Linked DNA regions of Mus musculus: regions 1, 2, 3 and 4 are each linked to region 5. Evidence: chromatin contacts called from public HiChIP or PLAC-seq and promoter capture Hi-C data. All regions are on one chromosome and are shown on one strand. Each heading gives the region's core, a stretch centred on a gene start, on an enhancer-like site or on the middle of the called end of the contact. The rest is flanking DNA. Distances are from core to core; before and after follow the strand shown.

Region 1 (2,700 bases), core at 58-2,557, 1.5 Mb before region 5:
GGTGGTTCAGTTTCTTTAGCTAGCATTCAGCTTCTCCCGAGCCAGAGCCGACTCCTTCCTAGATGAGAGGAAACTTCATGCTTCATCCTGAGCAGCCTCACAGAACTGTGTTTGACATGGAAGGTGACCGTAGTAAACACATAAACACAGCCACTGAAGATTGTTATGGCTTGGCCCTCCATAGTCCCAGGGACCACATTCCTGAGTTCAATCAACCATAGATTCAAAATATTTGACATACACACACACACACACACACACACACACTCCCACAATAAGTACCCCCATACATATCCCCACACATACACCCATACCACCCATACCACACTTACCACACACACACACACACACACACTTTCACTGAATATGTGTAGACCTTTCTTCCCACTATTCCTTAAACAACATAACAACTCCATACATTTTTCCTGGGTTAGGCATTATAGGTAGAGACATCTTAAAGTGTATGGGAAGGGGCTAGGAAGATGGCTCAGTGGTAAAGAAGATTGGTTGTTCCTCTAGAGGAGATGGGGTTGATTCCTGGTACTCATTTGAAAGATCATAACTGTCTATAACACTAATTTCAGGGGATTGAATGCCCTCTTGTGCACTGTCCCCCGCCCCCCTGCCCCTAGCATCATGCATACACGTGGTTCTTAGACACACATAAAGGCAAAACACCCACACACATAAAAAAACAAAGTGGAGGAGAGGCTGTGTGTAGGATCTATGCAAACAAGCAGATAGTGTTTTGAGGGCCTGTAGCATAGGCATGCACCCTGGAAGCAAGACAGAGATGTGCGGCAGGCAGTTCCTGCTCTGAGTGCCCATAGCCTGCTATGTAAATAGGCCCATCGCTGGCAGGATCTGCCTGGAAGGCTTCTTCAAGCTTCCCCTCGGGCGGGCACAGATCAGGAGCTCTTCTTTCCACAAATAGTCTCCAGATGTTGAGAGGGACCAGGTGACTTGTGGGGCTGAACCAGTGTCTGGGAGCATGCCAGAGGCCAGCAGGGCCTCGGCCATGACCCTCTCAGAGTCCTGTAGCTGTGATTGGCTCCTCTAGTGGGGAGAGGCTCAGTGGTTCTCTCCTGTGCTTGTACCAGTTCCGTGATGAGGGGGATTAAGCTGTGTCTGCTTGCTTGGATAACTTTTTGGCTGGCTTAGGAGTGGCCTCTTCCTGCCATCATTTGGTCTTGCAAACTGGGGCACAGAGTGAATCTGGGAGGGGGAGATGGCGACCCTGGGCAGGGATCCTTCATTCTCAGTGGCTCCAGCTGCTGCTGAGACTGGCTTTAGTACCCCCGAGGGAGAAGAGCTCTGCCTCCAGGGCAGACCCTTCAGCGATACTGAAGTTGATGTATCATCTTGTCACTTAAGTGACCGGGGCAGCTAGAAATGATTCAGCAGAAAGGCCCAAGATGCCAGTCTTTTCTCAGCCCTGATTCCCTGTGGCAGGTGCTGGGTCTGCTCTCTGGGGCCTGACACTGTAGTTTGACATGTCACTTCAGAAAGACAGAAAGCAGATGTGGCAGGGCTTCTACCCCCACCTAGGCCACTTCATTAGATGCCCCTGGATTCTCTGAAAACATTTCCCTTAGGGTTCTGTATTAATATTTACAACAGAAATGTGAAGATCAAGGGGCTGGCAAGAGGGAGGGCTCAGTAGGTAAAGATGTTCGCTGTCAAATCTGAGGACCCGAGTCTGTGTCCAGGTACCCACAGGATGGTTGGGGACCCACAGGATGATTGGGGACCCACAGGATGGTTGGGGACCCACAGGATGAAATGAGAGCTGACTCTCACACAATGCCCTTTTACTCCCACATGTACCCCCTCCTCTACAGTAAATACATGTAAACAAACAATTAAAAGAAAACATAAATATCAGAAATAGAATTATAGCAATCAAGGCCTTACCCTAAGAGGTTACTACAGTGGTTTTCAACCTTCCTAGTGCTGTGACCCTTTAATGCTGTTCCACATGTTGTAGTGAACCCCAACCATAAAACTACTTTTTATTCTTACTTCCTAACTGTAATCTTGCTACTGTAATGAAGTGTAATATAAATATCTGATATGCAGGATATCTGATTTGCAACTCTGGTGCAAGGGTCAGTTAACTCTCAAAGGGGTTGTGATCCACAGGTTGAGAACCGCTGCTCTGCTACACACTTACATTCTCTGCTCTTGTGGTTTTGAGACAAATATGCACGTATGTATGAATTACATACACATATCCCAGGTTAAACTCAAACTCATAATATTCCAGATATTAATTGCATGTTCTTATACTTGAACTGTGTCCAGATATTGTCTCCTAAGTGAAGTGCAGGGGTTACAGGCTTGAAGAGACTTTTGGTAGTTGGTTAACCAGTAAGGGGGGGGGATAACATTCTCAGGCTGTCGAGTTGGCTCAAGTGGTTAAGAGCACTGCTGCTCTTATAGAGGATCCACGTTTGATTCTCAGCACCCACATGGCAGGTCACAACCATCTGTATCTTTTGACTTCCACAGGCACCAGGAAGCCACCTTGTGCTCATACATCCATGCAGGCAAAACACTCATATGCATAATAATAATGTAATTAAAAATAAATATTCTTGTAAAACAAGAAAATGGATGTGGTGCACATGTCTGTAATTTATCCCAGCTCATGGAGGCAGAGGCAGAGACAGGTGGATCCCCGTGAGTTCCAGGCCAACC
Region 2 (2,700 bases), core at 51-2,550, 1.5 Mb before region 5:
GGGTGCTTGGCTGCCTTTAGATGCCTGTGGTAGACAGGAGCTGCGGCTGCAGGAGGAGTTTCACAGGCCTGTTAGTTACTGAGCTCAGGAGCTGGATTCAGGAGGTACAGCCCCACCTCCATTCTGCTATGACCAGTGTAGGTTGAATCAGTGGCTGGTTACTCTGCTGGCCAGGCAGATCAGTCCAGGGGCTGGGTTAAAAGGCAGCTCCTTGGGCCCCATCTGAGGGACTCCTCTTTATCACCCTTGGGTGGGGCTCAAGAAGCCTTGGTGTTTGTTACCACGGCAGGACGTGGTCCTTGAGGTGAGGTAGGCCACAGCTGCTTGGGATCTAGTTTGTTTAAAGGGCTTTCACCTTTGGGTCTGGGGAAGATGACTCAGGGGTTAAGAGCACCGGATACTCTGGCAAAGGACCAGGGTTCAATTCCCAGCATCTACATGGCAGTTTACAACCCTCTGTAACTCCAGTTCCAGGAGATCTAGTGTCCTTTCCTGGCCTCTCCAGGTTTCAGGTATGCATGTGGTACACAGACATACATGCAGGCAAACACTAATATACATAAAGTAAAAATACATTTTTTTTGTTTGTTTTTTTTTCTCTTTTGAGGGTTTCTCTCTGTAGCCCTGGCTGTCCTGGAACTCACCCTGTAAACCAGGCTGGCCTCGAACTCATAGTGCTCTGCATGCCTCTGCCTTCCAAGTGCTGGGATTAAAGGGTACACCTTGGCTAAAATAAGCAAATACATATATATATTTTAAGCTCTGTTCCCACAGTGCAGATCCAGTGGTCAGGTTCACATGCTCTGGGTGTACTTAGGGAAACCACACAACCTTCCTGTGCTCCAGTTTCCTTACCAGTGAATATTAATAGTGCTACACACGGTGCTGCTGTGAGCTTTGAGCGTGATAGCTCAGGAGAAGCGTGGAGCACGGTGTCTAATCATAGTGCTTCTGGTGGTGTACAATAGTCCTGGGCTGTGTGATCGCATACAGAACCGCACGACATGCCCACAGGACTGTAAACACCCCCACGGACCCACCAGAGCAAGCTGGATTGATGTGCGCATCCACTCACGTCTACCCGATGACGACAGAGGTCACTAGACAGACAGGAGGCGCTGGGGGTAGACGAGTGTGTGTGTGTCTGTGTGTGTGTGTGTGTGTGTGTGTGTGTGTGTGTGTGTACACAAAGCCCTGAGGACTGGGCCTTTCTCTTACATGCTGGTATTATTCCCAGAGTAGCAGCACCTGGGCTGAGCTCTAGGAGCCCAAGGTGCCCCTTGTTTCCATAGCAACCACTGTGTGGCAAACAGGAGAATGAGGGGGAGGGAAGATGGAAAGCCTGCGCTGCAGGCTTCCAGGGCCTTCCTGCCTTCTGAGCTGGCTTCCTTGTCTCCTCTAAACTCAGGACTTCCCCTTCCTTCTCTCCTCCCTCCCTCCCTGCCTTAGGTAGTGCTGTGCTAGGCATCTGGATACTTGAGGCCCAAAACGGATGGACCATTGCTAACAGTTCTGATGTGGATCTGGAACTTAAACCTGGCCTCGTGCATGCCAGGCAGGTGCTCCAGGGCTGAGCGACACCCTCAGCTGACAGCTATCATTTTAATCTAACATTCACCAACTCTTTTCATTTTAATATAATATATATAATAGAAAAAGTTTCCTCCCTCCCTTTCTCCTTCCCTCCCTTCCTTCCTTCTTCCCTCCCTCTCTGACTCCCTCTCTCTCTTCTCCCTTCTGACAGAGTCTCACCTAGCCCAGTCTGACCTTAAACTCATTATGTAGCTAAGAAAAACCTTGAACTTCTAACCCTCTTCTTGCCTCCACGTCCCAAATGCTGGGATTACAGGCTTACGCCACCATGCATGGTTTATGCAGAGTGGGTGTCCATGCTAGGAGCTACATTTCCAAAACATACCTTGTTAGCCCCTTAGGTGCATCGCTCAGTGGTATTAGGCGCTCGAGCCTTGCTGTGCATCAGTGTGCACTTTATTATCGTAAATGGATCTCTGCACCCACTCCATAATAGCTCTTCATTCCCTATCATCTTCTTTCCCATGGCCACTTACTATAGAGGCTTCCAGATCCATTGGTGTTGCAGCATATGTCAGAATTTATTTTGTGTGTGTATGTATGGTATGTTCCTGTGTGTATGGGGACCAGGGTAGTATAGACGTCTGTGTCTCTGTGTGTATGGGGCCAGGGTGGTATAGATGTATGTGTTCCCCTGTGTATGGAGGCCAGGGTAGTATAGATGAATATGTTCCTGTGTGTGTGGAGGCCAGGGGTAGTAAGAATGTATATGTTCCCATGTGTATGGAGACCAGGGGTTGATGTTTGGTGTCTTTCTCAGCTGCTCTCCACTCGACTACTCTCCAGCTCATTTATTCCTTTTGTTCCCCTTAGTTTTGAGACACTCTCTTATTGGCTTGCCACTTCTGCTAGATTGTTTAGTCAGCGAACCACAGGGACCTCTGTCTGTGGCTCCTCAGGACTGGGATTACAGGTGTGCACTCCAGTCACACACACACACACACACACACACATATCACATGGATGGGGATTGAACCCAAGTCCTCATGCTTGTTTGGCAAGCACTTTATAGACTGGGCCATCTCTTCAGTTTCATACGATTAGAAGTAATCTGTGGGTTTTGTGTATGTAATTGACCTTTCTGGGTTTCATATCCAGATTCAACCT
Region 3 (2,700 bases), core at 156-2,655, 1.4 Mb before region 5:
TGGAAGCCCAGACCCCACGAGCCTGCGCTTTAAGCCACAGGCCATCTGTACTCCTTGTCATGGCTGCCTTCTCTGGGTGAGCCAGCCCATCCTGAAGACTGAGAAGCTGTCTTTGGCTCCTCAGTCTTCCAGGTTTGCAGGAAGGTTCTGCTGCTGGGTGTAGAATAGAGCATCCAACAGGCTAAACGCTGGCTCTACACAGCAGGCACTTGAAGATCCCACCTCATTAAGTACACATGGGTCTGTGGCACAGGGCTGCTTGGTTCTGGGCTCCTGTGTCATCGAGCAGATGACAAGAATTTCCAACCAAGTGCTTTGCCTGCAGAGGCTCCTATTCCCAAGCCAAAGTACAGAAGGGTGGAACAGCCTTTGGGGCTGGTATAGTAACTGTTTCTGCTGCCTTTGTCATCTGAGCACAGTTTTGGTCCTTCATCCCCCACGCACTTGCGTGCAGCCAGGGGAGGGGGAGCTCATCCCTCACTCCACTTAGGAAACCTGCTTACGTGAAATACTAGTCTGGTAAGATTTGTTCTAGTTAGAAGGTCAACAGAATATCTGTTTATCTTTTATTAAAAGCCAGCGTAGCGGCAGCCGGGGCTGGAAGAAGGCGGGTGGATTCTGGCAGTGTTCTGCTGGCAGGTTTCTGCTTGAACTTGAAAGGTCAAACCGTGTTTTCTTTGAAACTATTACAGGACTCTGGCTCCCTTCTCTGTGTTGGGCAGTTTTCCCCACTTGGTGATTGTGCTATGTTGTATTGTGGTCTGGGGCTCTTCAGGGGCTTTCAGGTTGTCCCACGCTGTCTGGAAACCTTATAAGCCTCGTCCCCACTGCTTTGGCTACTCTGCCTGCAGGCATTACCTCTGGGCTGGATGACTGTGTGCTGAGGAACTGAGAGGCCCTGGCTGTGGTCCTCACCCTTGGTTTGCTGCTGAGGTACTCTGGGCAGGATATGAGATGCCCCTGCCCTCTGCTCATGCCTCTCTCTATCTAATAGGTCATCCTGTGGCTTCCAGAGTAGGTACCGCCAGCCCAGCTCAAGTTCTCTGCTTAACGGGAGTAGAATAATGGCAGGGCCCAGTCTCCTCTCAGCCCTCTGGGCTGGAGGCTGTTCCTCCACACTCTGATCCAGTCTTTCCTTTCATGGCTGTACCAAGTCTTAGGGCTCCGAGCCTTGCTGAGGCCCCTTCATGTGACTGAGCCTCTGTAGCCGATACTTCTGCTTGGATGTGGGGGGACATTTCCACTGTTACTTCCACAAGGGGTTCTCCTGGTCACAACTCTGGAAACTATATTTTGCAGGTGTTAATAGGCATCCAGATGCCCCCAGCTCTGTTGATACACTAAAGCAGATGTGGGAGGGCTCCAGATAGAAGGCCTTAGCCAGAGTTTCTCTCTCTGTGATAATGAATGTCAAATGGTGTTTCTTGGAAAACCATCTGGACTTCAGTTTTGTGGGCCCTTTTTGATACTCAAGCCTCCTAGGCCCTGTTTGCATCTCAACAGACCATGTCATCCTCCAGATGAACAGAAAGAACTTGCCTGAGGCCACACAGCCGCCTTGAGCCCGTTCCTGCATACCAACTGTACTTACTGTTGGCACAGCAAGCAGTTGCATTTCCTGGAGCCTGGGTTTTGAGGAAGCCTGGTAGCTGGGGTCTCTGCACTGGCGGGCAGGTGCTGAGGTCCGAGGTATTGATAGGGCCTCTGCCTCTGCTCTTTTCCAGCATGACAAGCTTCGATCAGTGAGGACCCGGGGGCTTGGGAAATGGAGGAGGAGGGATTGCAGTCAAGTGCTTCTTTGGGTTTTCAGTGACTGGGACAAAGTCATCTGGACAAAATGCATTAGCTACCCTTGACTTCTTTGTTCGAAATCAGGACAGAAGATGATAAAATGAACTAATTCTCTGATATATCTTTTCTTCCTCCCTCTCTCCATCCCTCCCTTCCTCATTTTTTGGTGGTGCTGGGAACGTCCCCAAGGCCTTGCTCATGCTGAGTGAGGGCTCTGCCGCTGAGTCTAGGCCCAGGCCTCTCCAGGTTTTAAAATGGAGATGGGTAATAAAAGCCCAGCTCAGGTGACCAGGCAGGGCACAGCCAGTGTCATTTTCTTTTCTTTGACCCTTTATGGTGCCAACTCAAACATCACCTTTTGTCCTTTGTTTCTTGGTCTGCAAAGACAGCTGTGTTGTGTGTACGTGTGTTGGGTCCTGGGGTTCCGATAGAACATATGGCTTCTGGGCCAGCAGCAACCAGGTTAGTTAGCCATACTCTGGAACCCCATGTTCCCTCCCCAGCTTCTAGTTACCCCTCAATCAAAGACAAAGACAGGTTGGCACAATGAACAAGGCTGATCCTGCCGCCCACTCGGTGGAGGGCTTCTGAGGCATCCTACGAAACTCTGGTGTCTGTTTTGCCACCAGCCGCTTGCCCACACCAATCCCGTGTCTCTTTGCAGCCAGGCTATGTGCTTCTTTGGATGCCCAGAGCCAAGGGCCGTCTGCAGTGAGTAGTAGCTGGGGCAGTGGCTTTGACCTGGGCCTTAACACCCCCAGCGGATAGTGCGCTTGGCTGCAAGACTGGAATCAGTTGCCATTGTCTTTGGTTCTGTGACATTTCCACTTGAAAGGGTGAAATTCCCCTTCCCACTCCTTAGCGTCTATGCCAACTTGTGATGTCCCCGCCTGATCTCCAGCTCCCAGG
Region 4 (2,700 bases), core at 121-2,620, 1.6 Mb before region 5:
GTCCTGAGCATCAAACTCAGGTGGTTAGGGTTAGCTTGGACTTCCTGAACTGTCTCTGCTGACCAGCCCTGGAATCTTGGGGTTCAAGTGCTCAGGATAGGATCCAAAGGGAAGGAGATGTTCTCTCTATTGTAAAGCTGTCTGTCTGTTGGTTCCGTGGGCACTTGACAGCTCCTTTCCCCTACTGGATCCCAAGCCAGAACCTCCAATGCCCGGTACTTAGCATTTCAGGATCCAGACTGTGGTCTGTCCACCGTCCCTGCCTTCCTTACTTCCTTCTAACACTGAGCATTGTGACTGTGCTCTGGGCCAGGTTCTGGGGTTAGAGTGGTCCAGGCAAGGGTTCTGCCTGACATAGGACACACACTGGAGTGTGAAAGGCCAACCATCAGTATGCAAACATGGAGATAGTTTGTCAAGCCGATAAGATTGCTCAGAAGTCTAAAATAGGGCACGCAGATAAGTGACTTGCATGGAAAGAGGTCTTGGACCACACAAAGGGGCAGCCATACAGAGACCGTGGTGATGAGAGCGTTAGCTAGGGGAGGGGAGCGCAGGACACCGATGTAAGACTATATCTCTGCAAAGAAAACAGTAAGTGTGAGGTATGTTCTAGACGCAGAACATCGTGGCCAGAACAGAATGAGCTATGTCCAACGGTTAGGACTGAGGAAGATTTCCGTGCAAATAAAAGATGTTTTCGGGCTTAAGCTGCCGGAGTGCTGCCTCCAGGGAATGAGCTTCCCATTAATGGAGGCGCATCAGAGGCTGCCTGCTGTGGGGGTTACGGAGAATGTCTGGAACATCGGTCCCTCAACATCTTCAAGTTCAGGAGCATCTTTGGTTTGGTGGAAGATGGGATGGAGTCTTCGGAGGGAATGAATCAAAGCTGTAGGTTGTCGCGTCCCAGTCAGGGGTCAGCGTCAGGGTTTTCGGCAGTCCCTGATCTCCTACTTCCAAGTTCCAATAGCACACTTTCAGGAGAGTCCCACCAGGAATCCAGGAATCTTTCAGCTTCTCAGTCCCCCAGTGTCGTGCGCCCTATGATTCAGGAACCTTTGCGGGCAGGTGGGCTTCTCCCTTCATTCTCTGGGATCCCCAGGACCTGCCCCACCCTGCGCCTTTGTTCAGGAGGAGCCGCCCCGGGGCAATACCCTGACAGCGCGGACACGAGCATCCCTCAGGGCGTTCGACGATTAGTACCGCCGTATCCCAAACCCAGCCCGGTCTCCCGCTGCTGCGCGGTGGGCGCCGCTGGGACCCAGCTCCGAAAAGCCCCGAGGGACGGGAGTGCGGGATCTAGCGGACTAGGGCAGAGACTGCGTGTGCGCGCTCCGTAGGCCGGGGGCGCGCCCGCCAGGTGTGCGAGCGGCCGCCGGCGGGTGGCAGGGCGCAGCTTTGTGCCGGCCGGTGTGCGCGTGTGCGCGCCGCGGTGACGGTGCACGCGGCTGGGCGGGCTGCGAGGGAACCCCGCGTTGAGGAGGAGGGGGCTCGGTCCTGATGGAGAGCTGTGGGCGCCGCGCCGACCAGCGCGCGCGTTGGGTGAGCCGGCAGGACTGACTATTGACATTCTGTCCACGTCGGGAGTGTGGGAAGGTCAGTGGCTCTGGGCTAGGTTGTAATTTCACAGCCGGCGTGCATCTGGACGCGAGTCCTGGGTGTGACTGAGCGTGGAATTGGAGAGGATGCTGTGAGAGTGGATGTGTGTGTTGGCAAAGCACTGATGGCCCCGGTGAGCTCCGCGCGCCCATCGCACCAAGCAGTTGGGCTCACTGGGAGGTAGGGTGACAGTCCACAGAAATCCCTGCCGGGTGCGCGGATGCGACACAGCATACACACCATGAAGAGGGGCGTGTGTGTGTGTGTGTGTGTGTGTGTGTGTGTGTGTGTGCGCGGGCTCGCGCGCGCGTGTGTGTGCATGTGATGTTGGTCAGCTCCCTGTTGGAGTCTGGTGAAAGACGCTGACCGAGATGGAGGTCAGACGTGGGTGTTTACAGGTGGCAGTAAAGGAAAGAAGCCAGGAACCCCAAGAGGATGCTGAAGCTAGGCTGCTAGGTTGGGGAGGGAGGACTTGTTTTTATTGGCAAGATCAGAAGCCCCAGCCTGTCTGTCCCCAAGCCAGCTTGTGCCTGTTCCAGGGAGAGGCAGTAGAATTGGAGTAATCGGTCCAGAGACTTTCATGGACCTGCGGGGCAAGGCCAGCTTTGCAGCCTGATGCTCATTTCTAGAGGCCTTGGGTGGGTGTGGCAGTGACAGTCAAGGGTGGGGGTCCTGTTTACAGGACAGAGGGACTCTATAGATTGCACTTTGGTTTTGCCTATACTTGTTATGTCTGACTTGGGAGCTGGTAAGGGGCACACTGCTTTCCGCTGTAGCTTTCTTTCACCCTTACTGAATCTGAAGGGCATTTACATGTTACCAGGGTTTGTGCTCGAAATTCATGGATCAGCCTCTGAATGGCTCCCATCAGGGTCGCCTCTAAAGGTATTACTAGAATTGTCCTGGACCTGTATCAGGGCATGCTATCCTTTGAGCCTCATAGGTCTCAGTTTCCCTTGGTGAAGAAAGCTCTCATCCCCTCTGCTCCTCCTGCTGTGGGCGAAGAATAAACAGAAAAGCTTGCACAGCTACCTGGAGGCTGGGAGTGACTCAGGGCCTGTGAGGTCTTGGGCAGTGATTTCCCTCAGGACTTGGGAGAGG
Region 5 (2,700 bases), core at 140-2,639:
ATAGAGTGCTTCCCAACAGGCTTGGTTTAGGGTTTGTGAACAGAAACCAGAGGCCTCTAACACCAAAGGAGTCTTTAAGCAGGGAAGCAATTCACTTGGATAAGGTTTAAAATAAGCCCCAGTCCTGGTCTGAGGACTGGGCGTGGGGGACCAAGGAGCAGGTAGTAGGGTCTAGAACAGTCTGACCCACAGCGTATGTTGGATGGAAGAGGTAGAGATGCGCAGAAGACCCAGCCTCTTCCTTTTCCCTGGGATTTTCAAGGACACAGCTGTGCGCTTCTCTCACACCCTGAACCTGGCCAAGACAAAGAGAGGAGCTCACTGGGACACAGTCCTGGGACCCAAGGCATGTGACAGCTAGCTCTGCTCACTCTGTAACACCCTCAAGACAGACACACACCCCTTCCCTGACAGATGTAATCCTTGTCCTCGTGACCGGTGCTCACACACCACTCCATCCTGAAACGCACCCCTCAGGTACACAGGCACACTCTTGTGTCCACGTGACGCACGCACACCCGCCTCCAAACACCACACACAGCTCCCCGCGCACGTGTGCACCCTCGGAGCACCAATCCTGTACCCACCAGACCCAGAAACCACAGCGCCGCCTCCGCCACCCTCACTCAGTCAGGGGACGACTGCGCAGCAGCTGAAGTCGCTCGCTGCATCCGTCCCATTCATCACCCCGCCCCCAGCTCTCCACGGAAGACTCACGGGAGGGCTGTGGGAGAAGCGCTCTGCTGAGATCCACACGTGGGTGCACCCGTCCAGGCCCACTCCGAATAGACACGGCCTCCACCCAGAGCCGGGCCCAAGGCACCGCGCGCGCGGGGCTTCTATGCAGTCCCACAGACAGCAGCTGCGGAAGAAACGCAGGTGGTCGGGCACCCGCATAGCTGGCTTAGACAGATGCGGGCTCAGGGAACCATCCCGAGGACCTGGCCCTGCAGACACAGCGGGAATCTCTGCACACCAGATTCCGGCTGCCCACGTAGACCCGGCCTTGTAGACCACCCTTCTACAGCCCGTTGGCTGCACAGGGCGGCTCAGCCGTCCGCACCCCAGTTTCCAACTCCAAGTCCCGGCTGCTGACCCCTACCTAGGCACCTGGCGACAGTCTCTGCGGTGGGCACCAGGCTCGCTCCCGCTGTGCGCGCCCCGCCCTGCCCGCCTTGCCGGGCTAGGATCGCCCGGCTCAACCCGCTGGCGCCGCAGCTCCAGGCTGCGCTCGCTCCCCCCGCCCGCCGCCGCGCCGGCCCACGATCATTGGCTGTGCCGCGCAGCGCCCCGCAGAGATGTCCAATCAGAGTCCGGTCCTCCCGCCCAGGGGTAGAGGGGGCGGGTCTCGACGGGATCGGGAGGAGGTGGCTCGGGAGGGGCCCTGCGGATGGGCCCCGACGCGTCACGCCCCCGGCGCCCGCAGACAAGCAGGCTCGGGGAACCCGATGTCCCTCAGGCCACGTCGTGGGCCCCTCAGCCTGGCCTGAAGCGTACGATGCTTTTTTCGAGTCCTCAATCCGGTGTCCTAGTCTCTAGAGGCAAGAGCATCCCTCCTTCGGGATGAGGCCCGGTGCGTACCAAGGAGAGGCTAGGTAGAGGCCCTGGGAGAAGGGCCTGGAGTTGAGTGTTCTCCGGGGGGGTTGGGGGAGGGAAGGAGGAGGGAGATTCGTCAGAGTGCTGGGGTGGGGCGGCACTCAGGTTTGGAGAGGAGCAGGAGGTGACTGGCTGGGCTGAGGGAATGAAAAAGAGCCCTCCAGGACCAAGTGGCCTTGACTGTGGTTATGCCTGGGGACTGCCCTCACAGACTCCTGGTTCAATCCTGCTATTATTAGTCTATTGGAGATGCCCCACATCACTGCTTGCCTCAAACTCAGACCCATGTTGCTATCTCCAACCTGGTCTCACCTGTGTCTCTGTCTTAAACAGGAGTTAGAAACCAGGAGTTAGAAACCAGGAGTTACCTGTGTAGCAGGTTTTCTGACCCAACCGGGTGTAGCACAAGGATCTGCCATGTTGCCTCTTAAGATCCCTAAAGTCTCTCTCTCTCTCTCTCTCTCTCTCTCTCTCTCTCTCTCTCTCTCTCTCTCTCCCCACCATCTGCCCCTCCCTGAACTCGACCACCACGGTCATGCAGTATACCTCCACTTGATTAGTGCAGCAGCCCCACCCCTCACCCCAATCCAGTATCACTTCCCATTAACCTTTCTGGGACAACCAGAACAGGCACTAGGAACACCAGAGAGCTGCCTCTTAGGATCTTCCACTGCTTGCCACTAAGTCCCCTCAAGCCCTCCATAGCTCACCCCTCACCACTTGCCTGCCTAAACCCCACTTGTCTTTTGGCACTTAGTTCAATGCCTCTGCTGCTAGGAAGCCTTCCCCATGACCTTCTGGATACCTGGAATGCCCAGCAGCCCTTTCTCAGTGCTTTCCAGATCTCAGCACCTCTTCACCTGAGTCCTGTCTGGACTAAGAACTCTTGAGAGCAAGGGTCGAGATGAATTCGCCCAGCACAGCCTGACCTCCTGATGCATGCCCAGCATGTATTTGTTGAAATGAATAATTGGGTCCAGTAACTGGAGGATTGGATCTATAGGGCTGGAGTTCAGGAAAGAGCTGGGCTACAGAGACTCCTCCCCCCACCCCCAGTTTTGAAGATTGAATCCAGGGCTTCTTGCATTCTAAGCAAGGATGCTA

Evidence for each region. Promoter capture Hi-C pulls out the DNA fragments that hold promoters and counts their contacts. HiChIP or PLAC-seq counts read pairs in DNA pulled down with a chosen protein or histone mark.
Region 1: an H3K4me3 HiChIP or PLAC-seq map of neural tube shows a contact between it and region 5, with 12 times the contacts expected there. The contact joins the enhancer-like site here to the promoter of 4732414G09Rik in region 5. A contact is called at or near these places in 4 of 39 promoter capture datasets (the 3T3-L1 cell line, cranial neural crest, hippocampal neurons and 1 more) and 5 of 115 datasets of contacts at active chromatin or transcription factors (embryonic forebrain, embryonic limb bud, embryonic stem cells and 2 more).
Region 2: a contact with region 5 is called in an H3K4me3 HiChIP or PLAC-seq map of craniofacial prominence, with 20 times the contacts expected there. The contact joins the enhancer-like site here to the promoter of 4732414G09Rik in region 5. A contact is called at or near these places in 7 of 39 promoter capture datasets (the 3T3-L1 cell line, the HPC-7 cell line, cranial neural crest and 4 more), 5 of 484 Hi-C or Micro-C datasets (the N1E-115 cell line, Th1 cells, cerebral cortex and 2 more), 15 of 115 datasets of contacts at active chromatin or transcription factors (SST interneurons, craniofacial prominence, embryonic fibroblasts and 10 more) and 1 of 9 other capture datasets (embryonic stem cells).
Region 3: a promoter capture Hi-C map of cranial neural crest shows a contact between it and region 5. The contact joins the enhancer-like site here to the promoter of 4732414G09Rik in region 5. A contact is called at or near these places in 6 of 39 promoter capture datasets (the HPC-7 cell line, cranial neural crest, embryonic stem cells and 3 more), 6 of 15 datasets of contacts at CTCF or cohesin (the NIH/3T3 cell line, embryonic stem cells, large pre-B cells and 2 more), 61 of 484 Hi-C or Micro-C datasets (B cells, the Ba/F3 cell line, the C2C12 cell line and 33 more), 23 of 115 datasets of contacts at active chromatin or transcription factors (PVALB interneurons, the SCID.adh cell line, SST interneurons and 13 more) and 2 of 9 other capture datasets (adipose tissue and embryonic stem cells).
Region 4: a contact with region 5 is called in an H3K4me3 HiChIP or PLAC-seq map of embryonic forebrain, with 8 times the contacts expected there. The contact joins the promoter of Rap1gap2 here to the promoter of 4732414G09Rik in region 5. A contact is called at or near these places in 3 of 39 promoter capture datasets (cranial neural crest, frontonasal cranial neural crest and maxillary cranial neural crest) and 5 of 115 datasets of contacts at active chromatin or transcription factors (embryonic forebrain, forebrain, neural tube and 1 more).

Annotation. Positions count from the first base shown.
Region 1 is chr11:74,497,993-74,500,692 of GRCm38.p6, reverse strand. All of the region lies in intron 2 of Rap1gap2 (RAP1 GTPase activating protein 2), which reads left to right. Among named protein-coding and RNA genes, the nearest start is that of Rap1gap2, 91 kb to the left of the region's middle. Within about 2 kb of position 1,307, at least 25 of the 459 cell types and tissues checked have an H3K27ac peak or open chromatin away from gene starts, as enhancers often do. A contact at or near this core is called in neural tube, where this site is marked.
Region 2 is chr11:74,553,446-74,556,145 of GRCm38.p6, reverse strand. All of the region lies in intron 2 of Rap1gap2 (RAP1 GTPase activating protein 2), which reads left to right. Among named protein-coding and RNA genes, the nearest start is that of Rap1gap2, 35 kb to the left of the region's middle. Within about 2 kb of position 1,300, at least 92 of the 459 cell types and tissues checked have an H3K27ac peak or open chromatin away from gene starts, as enhancers often do. A contact at or near this core is called in the HPC-7 cell line, the N1E-115 cell line, SST interneurons and 5 more, where this site is marked.
Region 3 is chr11:74,383,771-74,386,470 of GRCm38.p6, reverse strand. Rap1gap2 (RAP1 GTPase activating protein 2) reads left to right here. Exons shown (of 25, transcript NM_001015046.3): 25 at 1-2,700. Among named protein-coding and RNA genes, the nearest start is that of Olfr412, 20 kb to the right of the region's middle. Within about 2 kb of position 1,405, at least 16 of the 459 cell types and tissues checked have an H3K27ac peak or open chromatin away from gene starts, as enhancers often do.
Region 4 is chr11:74,588,856-74,591,555 of GRCm38.p6, reverse strand. It overlaps Rap1gap2 (RAP1 GTPase activating protein 2), which reads left to right and starts at 1,370. Exons shown (of 25, transcript NM_001015046.3): 1 at 1,370-1,596.
Region 5 is chr11:73,017,530-73,020,229 of GRCm38.p6, reverse strand. 4732414G09Rik (RIKEN cDNA 4732414G09 gene) reads left to right here and starts at 1,389. Exons shown (of 3, transcript NR_152202.1): 1 at 1,389-1,573. Camkk1 (calcium/calmodulin-dependent protein kinase kinase 1, alpha) reads right to left here and starts at 1,242. Exons shown (of 16, transcript NM_018883.3): 1 at 1,103-1,242.